3 separate regions of the Anas platyrhynchos genome follow, and all the other regions are linked to region 1. A link is a contact called in public Hi-C data. All regions are on one chromosome and are shown on one strand. The core of a region is the stretch at or near the end of the contact, and the rest is flanking DNA. Distances in the headings are between cores, read along the strand shown.

What was found. Hi-C and Micro-C count contacts between places; a contact is called where the count stands out from the background.
Region 2: a contact with region 1 is called in a Hi-C map of liver, with 2.2 times the contacts expected there. The contact joins two enhancer-like sites. A contact is called at or near these places in 2 of 8 Hi-C or Micro-C datasets (F1 follicle and liver).
Region 3: a Hi-C map of small yellow follicle shows a contact between it and region 1, with 4 times the contacts expected there. The contact joins the promoter of LEO1 here to the enhancer-like site in region 1. A contact is called at or near these places in 5 of 8 Hi-C or Micro-C datasets (liver, skeletal muscle, small yellow follicle and 1 more).

What each region holds. Positions count from the first base shown.
Region 1 is chr11:5,574,317-5,577,379 of IASCAAS_PekinDuck_T2T, reverse strand. No RefSeq gene overlaps it. Among named protein-coding and RNA genes, the nearest start is that of BCL2L10, 22 kb to the left of the region's middle. Within about 2 kb of position 1,794, at least 5 of the 8 cell types and tissues checked have an H3K27ac peak or open chromatin away from gene starts, as enhancers often do. A contact at or near this core is called in subcutaneous adipose tissue, where this site is marked.
Region 2 is chr11:5,491,605-5,495,121 of IASCAAS_PekinDuck_T2T, reverse strand. All of the region lies in intron 1 of LOC140003403 (a long non-coding RNA gene), which reads right to left. Among named protein-coding and RNA genes, the nearest start is that of LEO1, 35 kb to the right of the region's middle. Within about 2 kb of position 2,246, at least 3 of the 8 cell types and tissues checked have an H3K27ac peak or open chromatin away from gene starts, as enhancers often do.
Region 3 is chr11:5,456,629-5,459,852 of IASCAAS_PekinDuck_T2T, reverse strand. It overlaps LEO1 (LEO1 homolog, Paf1/RNA polymerase II complex component), which reads right to left and starts at 1,677. Exons shown (of 12, transcript XM_072043476.1): 1 at 1,530-1,677; 2 at 202-927. The coding sequence starts at 1,587.

The DNA.
Region 1 (3,063 bases), core at 545-3,044:
GGTGCACACACTTCATTAGCTGATGGCCATGACAGGACTTTTTACCGAGGGTTGACATGGCCTTTCCCTATGCAAATATACTCCAATAAACCTGAACACCTCAGCGGCCCTGTGTTTATCTATTCTCAAGCAGGCTGCTGTGTGTGCCACCACGCTCCTTCACATCAAAGGTTCCGCTGGAACCCATCCCAACCTCCCTACAGCCCCATCCCCACGCCATGTCCCTGAGAACCTGCTATGTCCTTGCTGCCAGTGCCTGTGCCAGGCCCGACAGCAGTGGTGCGGTGGAGGTGGGTGTATGTGCAGCAGCGGTGCAGTGGGGAGCCAGCTGTGAGGCTTTAGGTGTTTCCCAAGGCGAAGCTGCTGTTTGACGCAATGGGCTTAATAATGACTACGGGGCTATTTAGGCTGCGGCAAAGCCTCGGGGAGCACTGTGCTGCCGGCCCTGGGGGAACCGGACACAGGTATTGCACCATTTGCTCTGTGAGCATCAGCAGTTGCAGGCGGGGGCAGGGTTTCGCATGATGTGCTGCACCCACAAGTGAGTCAAAGCACTTCAGAGCTGAGTGCTATGCGAGGCAGGCAGCGGCTACCGCAGCTCTAGGGGAACCAGTGTGACTTTGCACCTGGGGAAAGCCCGTCCTTTTCAGGGGGAGCGGGTTTCCCCCAGCGGTGAGAAGTCAGCAGATGGGAAACACATGAGGACTTTTTGTCAGGGGCCAGCCGCATGACACACCAGGCCACAGCATGCCCAACATCGAGCGCTGTCATACAGCAGTATCAGATGGTACTTCTTGCACCAGGGGTCAAGTGACTCTGAAAATCAGGACATGAAAGTGCTTTGTCAATGCTAAAAGCCCATGTGAAGGAGAAAGAATTCCCTCACCCCTTCCTCAAAGAAAGTTTGAGATCACAGAATCACAGAATCACAGAATCTCTAGGTTGGAAGAGACCTCAAGATCATCGAGTCCAACCTCTGACCTAACACTAACAGTCCCCACTAAACCATATCCCTTAGAGATCATGCAGATGATTTGAATGTTTTTAAGTGCTGACTGTGAGATGTAAATATTTTACACTGGGTAGCGGGATCTTCCCTTTCTCAGTTTCTAAACTAGGTGAGCCACTCACAGGGGAGTCTTTAGACTTCACAGACACAAGATACAGGGAGGGAACCCTGACTGCTTGAGGCCACGGCTGTAGGAAGCGCAGCTGCTGATGTCCATCCAGTCTGGGTGCTCTGCTGTGCTTTGCACTTGGAAGTTCATATGTTATCGGGGCCGGTGAAGGGACGCTGACCTCTCAGGGTGTGTGTACAATGGCTGCAGGCCTGCAGGTAGGTGTCTGCATGACACCAGCCTCGGCACGGCCTGATCCTTGTGCTTTGTCTCACGTGTTTGTACCGCTGCCTGCCAGCTCCACCAGCTCAGGGACAGCAGCCCCGGGGCCTGGACACCGTGCTGGTGGCCGAGATCTGGCCCTCGGCCTCCCAGGGTGGCTGCGGCTCCCTCTCCCTGGCCACAACACAGGCCCAGCAGCATCCTGCCTGGCACAGGTGGCTGGGAGCTAGAGGCAAACCCCGGAGAGAGGCTCAAAACTGGTTGTGGAAGAGAAGCCGTGCGCCTCACGACGTGCTGTAGAAGCCTGAACTGCCCTCTGAGAGCATGTCGGCCACTGTAAAAACTGCAGTAAAACACTGTAAAAACTGAGGCCGAGCCCCGCTGTCAGCCGGCAGGGTGCTGCAGTGCGGCGGGCAGGGCCCGGCTCGCCCCCGGCGGCGACAGCGGGGCTGGGATCCGCGGCTCACACACGGCCCCAGGCGGCCGCAGGCGAGCAGCCCCGTGTGGGGCCCGGCCCGGCCAGCGGGCGTCGCTGCCGCCCGCCCGCCGCTGAGGGAGGGCCGCCGGCGGCCGGGACGTGGCGGGGGCCTTCAAGACACGGTCCTGTCGCTGCGGCTGCCCGAGGCCCCGGTGTGAGCACGGGGGTTGGTTTGGAAGGACGGGCTGCTGCTGCTGCTGCAAGAAGCCTCCCGAGCCGCCGCAGCGCTGGCCGAGCGAGGGCCCTGCCTGCCATGCTCACAGTGCCGTGTGGCGCCCGGTCACGGGGCTCAACGCCACCCTAAGGATGCTGCCCTCCCTGTTCAGGGTTCTCTGTGATGAAGTTCAAAAAGAATTTTTGAAAATGTTAAAGGTTCAGGTGTACTCAAGCCTTTAATGGGTGGTTTCTCTCTCCATTAGGAATGCCTTTTCACACAAAACCGGCTTGCATCCCATTAGCGTTGCTCTGCTCATGTTTTCATACCACAGAATACCCTAACGGCTTGTAAAATTGAAGGCATTTGGGAAACCCTTGCTGTGCTTGAGAAGACAGAGGGGGCACAGAGCAGAATGGAAGAGCAGGGTGCCACATGCCAGGGCAGGGAGCGGTGGGCACGGCAGTGCTGCCCCTCACTGATGCAGTCCCCATCCAGAGCATTGGTCCCACAGGCAGGGCATGGCCACACACGGCTCCAGTCAGCTTTGGGGAGCAGCTGCAGGGGTCGAGAGCAGATAAACTGTAATAAACAATTGAGTCTGATCTCCTTCATACTGAAACAAATTGAAAAAAGCTCAGCAAACCCATATAACACGGCCCGCTGCTGATTTCACAGCACCACACAAGTGTGGAGAGACCACCAGCTAACACCCTCCTGAGAAACAGCTAATCGTTGCATGCCTCGGCCTTTCCCAACACATCCTGGTTCATAAGTTCATCGGCTTCAAAGTTGCATCTGATCATTAACCCTGAAAGATCAAAGATTACTTAAGCGTTTAAACTGCGTGTTTGGGATGGCTGAGACGCACAAAGGTCAGGCACAAATCTGCGACCAAAATCCGGGACAACCTTCCCAAAGTTCAGGAGGGAGAGTAAGGTTTAGGGGTTTGCTTCAGCCGGTTGCTGTCACCCAGCACCCAGCCTGGCTCTGTGGTCTGTGGGGAACAGGGACTTAGCTGGAGAGAAAAGGGAGTCCTGCAAGCCTTTCATTTGTGCCAGGCTTGTCTGGAAAAATGCTCTATCCTTGGG
Region 2 (3,517 bases), core at 997-3,496, 83 kb after region 1:
CTTGTACTTGTGGGAAATCTTCTCTAATCAACACTAATTGCTGACCTGGCTTTAAGCAAGCTGTGTCTTCCTGTTAGCTTAAAAAGGATGTGTGAGCAGGGGTGGGCACGTCTTAGTGGCTGCTTAGCTGCATTTGTCTGGATCACAAACAGCAGCCCAGGCAAGGTGCTCCCACCACGGCAACGTCCCACAGAAAAGTGAATTCATCCAAATCGTGTTTATCAAGGCTCCACTATCAGGATTTATTTTAATCTCAAATGTCTGAACTAACTGCATAAAGCATTTCCATGCAAGACCATCAGCAATACAAGAAATTCCTTCAGATGTCAAGGTCATCTGAAGCCACACAAGTTAAGCTTGTCAGTTAAAAAGTTTGCTGGTCATGTTTGCGTGAAGGAAAAAAAAAAAAAAAGAAAAAAAAAAAACCACGCAAGAACGAGGATGCCTGCATTCTGGGAAGGATTTCTAAACTGGCAGAGAAGAAAGTGTAATTTAGCACTAAAAATAATGGTAACACAACAAGGAGATTCTTGGAGAGATTCTCCAGTTATGCAGATGGGCATTGGAAAGGAATCAGAGAGACAGATTCCGAAAGGATCAGAGCATACTGACTGTTGAACACCTCATGTAAATTGATCCTGTGGGCACAGAGGATTACTAAATGCTTGCAAAAATGCAAGCGAGAGCTCTCTATGGCCCACAGGCTGACTACAGCCCATCCAAGACCTTGTGAGCGTGCCACATAGCCACTGTCATCCAAGATTCACAAACAGGATTCTGGTGGCTCCTCCTGCTAAGGGAGGAGATCGTTCCTATTGTCAGCCTCTCCACAACCTTTTCCGGGGTTCAGACAGGCCAGTGTTTTTCCTAAGCACTGAACAGAACTGAAAACACAGATGAACTGCCATTCGACCAATTAGGCAGAACAAAAACTCCTTCAGCGAGGTATGATTTGTGGATTAAAGTGTTTTCCCCTGAGCTGAACAGAACCCCAAAATCTTTTCCGGCAGCTTATCACAACTTAGCTAACCCCAATCCTTAAAAGACTGCTGTATCTCAGTACACCAAGGAAGGTCTTTGTCAGGGACTTTCCAAAAGCCCTCGGCAAACCTGTTACACACAGGGTACAGTACAGGCCTCTGAATTTCACAAAACGTCTGAGATGCCAGGAGTAAGAACCGGTGGGGTGGATGTCAGGCACAGAACAAGCCTAGGCATTATTTCACTTTGAAATCTTTTGCCAGTCATTTGGAAACTCACCACACTGTTCTGGGAGCCTGGAAAACAGAGGACTTCAAATGGAGCATTTCGTGTCCCATCTATACGTGGTCCTGGAGAAGCAGCAGCAGATCTCTCAGATAAATTGAAATGGGTCAGTGAAACAAACACGGCAGAAAACAATTCATAAAATCCCTCCAGATTTTCAGCTGCTTTTTTTGCAGATGACTCTTCTTTCACCCTCTGGGACATCCATTAAAATGAGACTAAAATATGCGTAGCCCAAGGGATTAACCAGAAGATGCCATGAGTTTGTTGGGAATAAGCAGACTATGCCTGCAGTAATAAAGGGCACAAACATACTGCTATTAAACACTGCCACAGGCTTCTTTGGTAATTGTTGTCTGTTCATAATAGCTCTGTATCATAGCCCACTTAAATAGAAAAGAATATTGGGGGGTAACCTTACCACTTTCATAAATGATACCACACTCATGAAAATACTGACAAATCTGGATAGGTGACTAGCATATGTTCATTTTATTCAGCTAAAGAGCAAGACTATCAGACAATTCATCCACATTAACTCCCTTGTGGTAGAGCTACATCTTACTAAACAATAAAAAAAAATTATCTGCTGCATGGAGCTCAAGCTCTGTGAAAATGTATCTACACCTCCCTGAGTAAGCAGAACACCAGACACTACTTACTAGCACTCACAGAGTTAACCTCTGTGCACTGCCCTCTTCAACTGGTTTCAAGATTATTTGTTTAAACAAGTTAACAGAAATGTCAGAGGCCATTTCACCAACTGCATATGACGACAGCCTTCTTCCTCCTCTATCAGCAGAGAACAATTACACACTGGGAGACAAAACTCAACATTTACTAATGTTGAGTCAGAGTAGGAAAATTTGTCCAGAAAATACATGCAAATGCAAGAAAGCCGAGCCAGGCTGCTGCATTCTGTCTTCCCGCTCTTCCGCTCTTCCCTCAAAAATGTTGCCTAAACAGGGAATGCCATTCCAGCTCTGGCTCGAAAAGCCCCGTGGAAGAATTTGGCACATCAACCACCTCATCCGTTCCCAGTGCTCACTCATGAGTACTGGGAGTAAATTGACATCTGGATAAAGCCTGGTGAAAGTTAACAACTTCTGGTTATATCATGCAGGGGACATTCTTCCAGCAGCATCAGGAAACAGCAAGCCCTTCTGAGGATGGGCTTGTGCACAAAACACAGGAGGTTTTGGATCTACTCCAGGATTACAGGCTCCAGACTTTCTATGACAGCACGGACAAATCTTCCTGGCATTTCCTTCAAACCACAGCTCTGACCACAGGGGACTCGGGAGGCTGCTGCCATCCCCCTCCAATAAAGAGCCTAGGACAAAGGGGTAGCTAAGTGTCGGACATGATACGGGCCTTCATGTAATTCAGTTTGATTTGTCTGTAGGAGCCATCTCTTCGATGCTTAATGACACATACTCAGCAATAACAGTGCAGAAACAGCAACTTAGCAGCACCAAAAACCCCCAGAGAGCTGCACAACACCAGCTCCCTCGTACACCTCTCCTCGCTACCTTTCCTTTTCTCTAACCAGAGGTGACTTCTGCAAAACTTTCCTACCATCAGGATAACAGCGTATTTCCTCCCCATAAGGGTACTACCCTATAGAGAGACTTTTTGGAGACACCCCTCCACACATAGCTCTGGTCAACAAGTGAAAACACAGCCAACCTCCTAACCCTCCCTAGTTTCTAAGAGCAAGACTTAGAACAAGCTAACAAAAAGAGCCCTGAAACATCACTTCTAAAATTTCTGAGTACACTTCTAACTTCTGATTTTCAGGAGAGTCTAAAAAGCAGGTGAGATGCAGTGAGTTACTCAGGTACAGCACCATCTTTTTCCTTCCAAAAGACTTAACCTTAAAAAAAATGAATATTCTCTACCAAGAACATTAGTCCTACCCTCAGGAGACTTGAGATTTTTCTCATTAGGGAAAGTAGAGAGATTTACTAAGTCAGAGAAGCTACAAAATCCTTGTAAACTGCCAGGTAGAAGTCTCATTTTGTGAACAGACATGTTTATGTTGTAATTTTTCTAGATGCATACCATAAAACATCGCCCGGATGCGTATAAACACCTCTGCAGTAACATGGAAGTGGCATCGCAGAGCTGGGAAATAGCGTGGCATCCAGGGGACAGCTGGACCTTCTGGCCCTACCGTCCCTGCCTTGGTAATGTGCAAGGAATGCATGTATCCAACTCACACGCTTCATTTTGGGCACTTACACTGTGC
Region 3 (3,224 bases), core at 428-2,927, 120 kb after region 1:
TTTGTATTACTAAATTTGATTCAGATGGAAAGGAATTTAAATGGGCTTTAAAAAAACGTTATAAAGATGACTGTAATTAAAAGCTTTGTGATTAATGACTTTACATTTAAGTTGGAATCTTTTCAAGCCAATATGAAGTAAACAATAAAGATCAAAACAGGCCTATAAGAAGCAAATCATTACCCCTGTATTTGGTCCTACCAGATTTCCGCTCTTGTTCCTCCTCATCAGAATGCTGGGCCCTTTCATCATCATCAGAGTTCTGCACCTTCTCCTCGTCAGAATGCTGGGCTCTTTCATCATCATCAGAGTTCTGCATCTTCTCCTCATCTGAGGCCTGCGGCCTCTCCTCCTCATCGGAGTTATGCATCTTCTCCTCGTCAGAGTTCTGGGCTCTCTCCTCATCATCAGACATCTGCGGCCTTTCATCTTCATCAGAGTTCTGCACTTTCTCCTCATCGTCAGAGTTCTGCTGCCTCTCCTCATCATCAGAGTTCTGCTGCCTCTCCTCATCGTCTGACTGATCACTCTTGTCCTCCTTGCCCCACTTCTCATCCTCTGAATGTGCCTTTTCAGAACCATCTCCCTCTGAATGATGACTGCCTTCATCTGACCCGTGCCCTCGATCATCCTCCTCATCATCGTGAGCAGCTTCTGAAGCACTGTGCTGATCCACATCTGACTGATCGTTATCTTCATGCTCAGAATGCCCTGAGGCTTCAGAGCGATTGTACGATCTGTCAGAGTGGTTGTCGCTGCCTGTATGATGGGATGCTCCTTCATCCTCGCTGTCATCTCCAAACAGTTCTTTATTACTAGGTTTTATTGCCTCCCTATCATCGTCCTGGTCACTGTCGCTTCCAGAAGCGTTACTACCAGAGCCAGCGTTCTCCTGATCGGAATCAGATTCGGATCCAGAGTCAGAATCTGCAAAACAGACATCGCCCTTTTAAACACGAAATAAAACATCCCTACGGGGAGCCTCACAAGAAGATGAGTATCGATTTAAAAAAATATTAATGAAATAAACAAAAGAAACAGCAACAACAGAGATCTGTAAGAAAGAAGCACGTGAGTTACCTACGACAACAAAATAGAAGGTGACACGAAATGAAAGGCGTAACGAAACCTGACAGGCGCCACGTTAAGGTCTCACCACCAGCTGCCAAATAAGATCCCGAAGTTGAAAAGGAACCAGTAATTGCACAAAACTGGAAACAGCGAGAATTTCAAACACGGAACGACGCAGTTTGTGAAACCTTTCACGTCTCAGACCGCCGCCGTTCCCTCAGACCCAGCTCCCCCCCCTGCAGCCTCTCCCCGCCCCGCCGGGCAGCACACGGCGCTCCCGCCCCGCGCAGACCCGGGGCAAAGCCCTCAGGCGCCCGGCGTAACGGCGCCGCTCCGACACCGCCGCCCCGCTCCCCGCCCTGCCGGGAGCGGCCAAGCCCGAGCCGGGAACCGACGGCCTGGCCGGCCCGGGGGGGCGAGCGGCAGCGGCAGGGCCGGGCGGGGCCGGCGCCGCGCACCTTTCTGCTCGGCCTCCGAGTCGGCGTCGCTGCCGAACAGCTCCTCCATGTCGGCCATGGCCGCCGCCGGCGCCGCGCAGTGACGCGGTCCCGCAGCGCCCCCCCCGCCCACCCCCGGGCTCGGGGCCGGGCCCGCGCACGCGCCCTCCCCGCGCGGGAAGGCGGCCCCGGGCAGCCGCCATCTTGTGCCGCTAGCGCCCCCCCCGGCCCCTGCGTCCCCACACGCGGCGCCGCGAGGTCCCCGTCCGCCCCCAGCCCTGCTCGGGGCCGCGGTTCTCCCCCGCTGCTGTTTAAGCACGCTCAGGTCGCAGCCCAGCCGCCCTTGGCAACGCTCTGCTTCAGGGCACACCGAGAAGGGAAAGACAGCCACAGGCTGCCGGCTGCGTGAGCTCTGACGGAGCTGGATGAGGGCGCAGGGCTCAAAGCGCCAGAGGAGGATGCACAAGGAGCCAGGGCCGTTTTAGAGAAAAGGGGAGGGGTGTAACAGCACTGCACTTGCCTCCCACAGCTCCCAGCTCCTGCTGTGGCAGCATCTAACGCAGCAGGTAGAAAATCAGGTAGAAAAATCAGGTGGAAGGAGAGAGGGGCTGTGGAGATAGCCAGCTGCCCCAGGCGCTTCCCTTCCCCAGCAAGCCCAGCCACAAGTGCTTGAACCACATGGCTGAGCTGTAGTTCACAGGCAGACAACTGCAGCCAGCTTACTGCTGGAGTAGGACTACTCCGAGGACTACTACTTAAGTAGTAGTGCACTACTTAAGGAAAAAAAAAAAAACAGTAATTTAATCATTCAACAAGTTTACTGTTTTACAGTCTGACAGCATATAGTGCTGATAAGCTAAAAACACTCAATTCATATTTCCTCAATGGAAATTTAAATTGAACACATGCTCGTTTGTAGCTTACAAACAGCCTAGTTTTTTTTTACAGCTTGAATAACAGTACATCTTTAACATACAACAGTAAATATATAACTGTTTTAGAATATAGTATGTGTTTCCATGCTTAGATTGGAGCCAACAGAATCAACAATATGTGGTCATTTGACTTCTGCATTAAACCTGGAAAAGAATCTAGAAGAAAATGTACCACCTCTTCTGAAAAAAGACCTTGTGTTAACAGTATCTAACTATCAGAGTAATACCACTTCTACACTTCGAAACAAAGTCGTGTATAACATCCCACTACATCTGAAACCATTAAATCACAAGATTCAAGTTTAGACTGTTGACGACTCCTGGCTACAGACTGAATTCCTTCATTTATTCCAGAAAGGTTATACGTTGTAGGCAGAAAAGTGACTTGTAACTGTTCCATGCACCACACCAGGTGTCCTTCAACAATTTGGAGGGCCAAACTCTTCTGATTAAAGAGAAAAAAAGAATCTATGCCCATTCTGTCTATCCTGAAAGCTCTGACAAGCAGTGGAATACTTTGCTGCTGTCTGTAGAGCTAAACCAATTAAGAGAGGTGCTCTACTTTTTTCTGTGACAGGGCACCAGAGAGTTGCAACTTTAAAGCCTGTCTTTGACGGGAATATAAACCATCAAGCAGCTAAATTTAATTCTATAAAGAAATAAGGAAGAGATTTTGTCTATTATTTCCATAATCCAGCCTTTCATTTTTTCTCCTTCATCTTCAAACAGGAGATAATTACATAACTTTGTTTGATAATAGTAAGATAAGTCTCCATAAAAT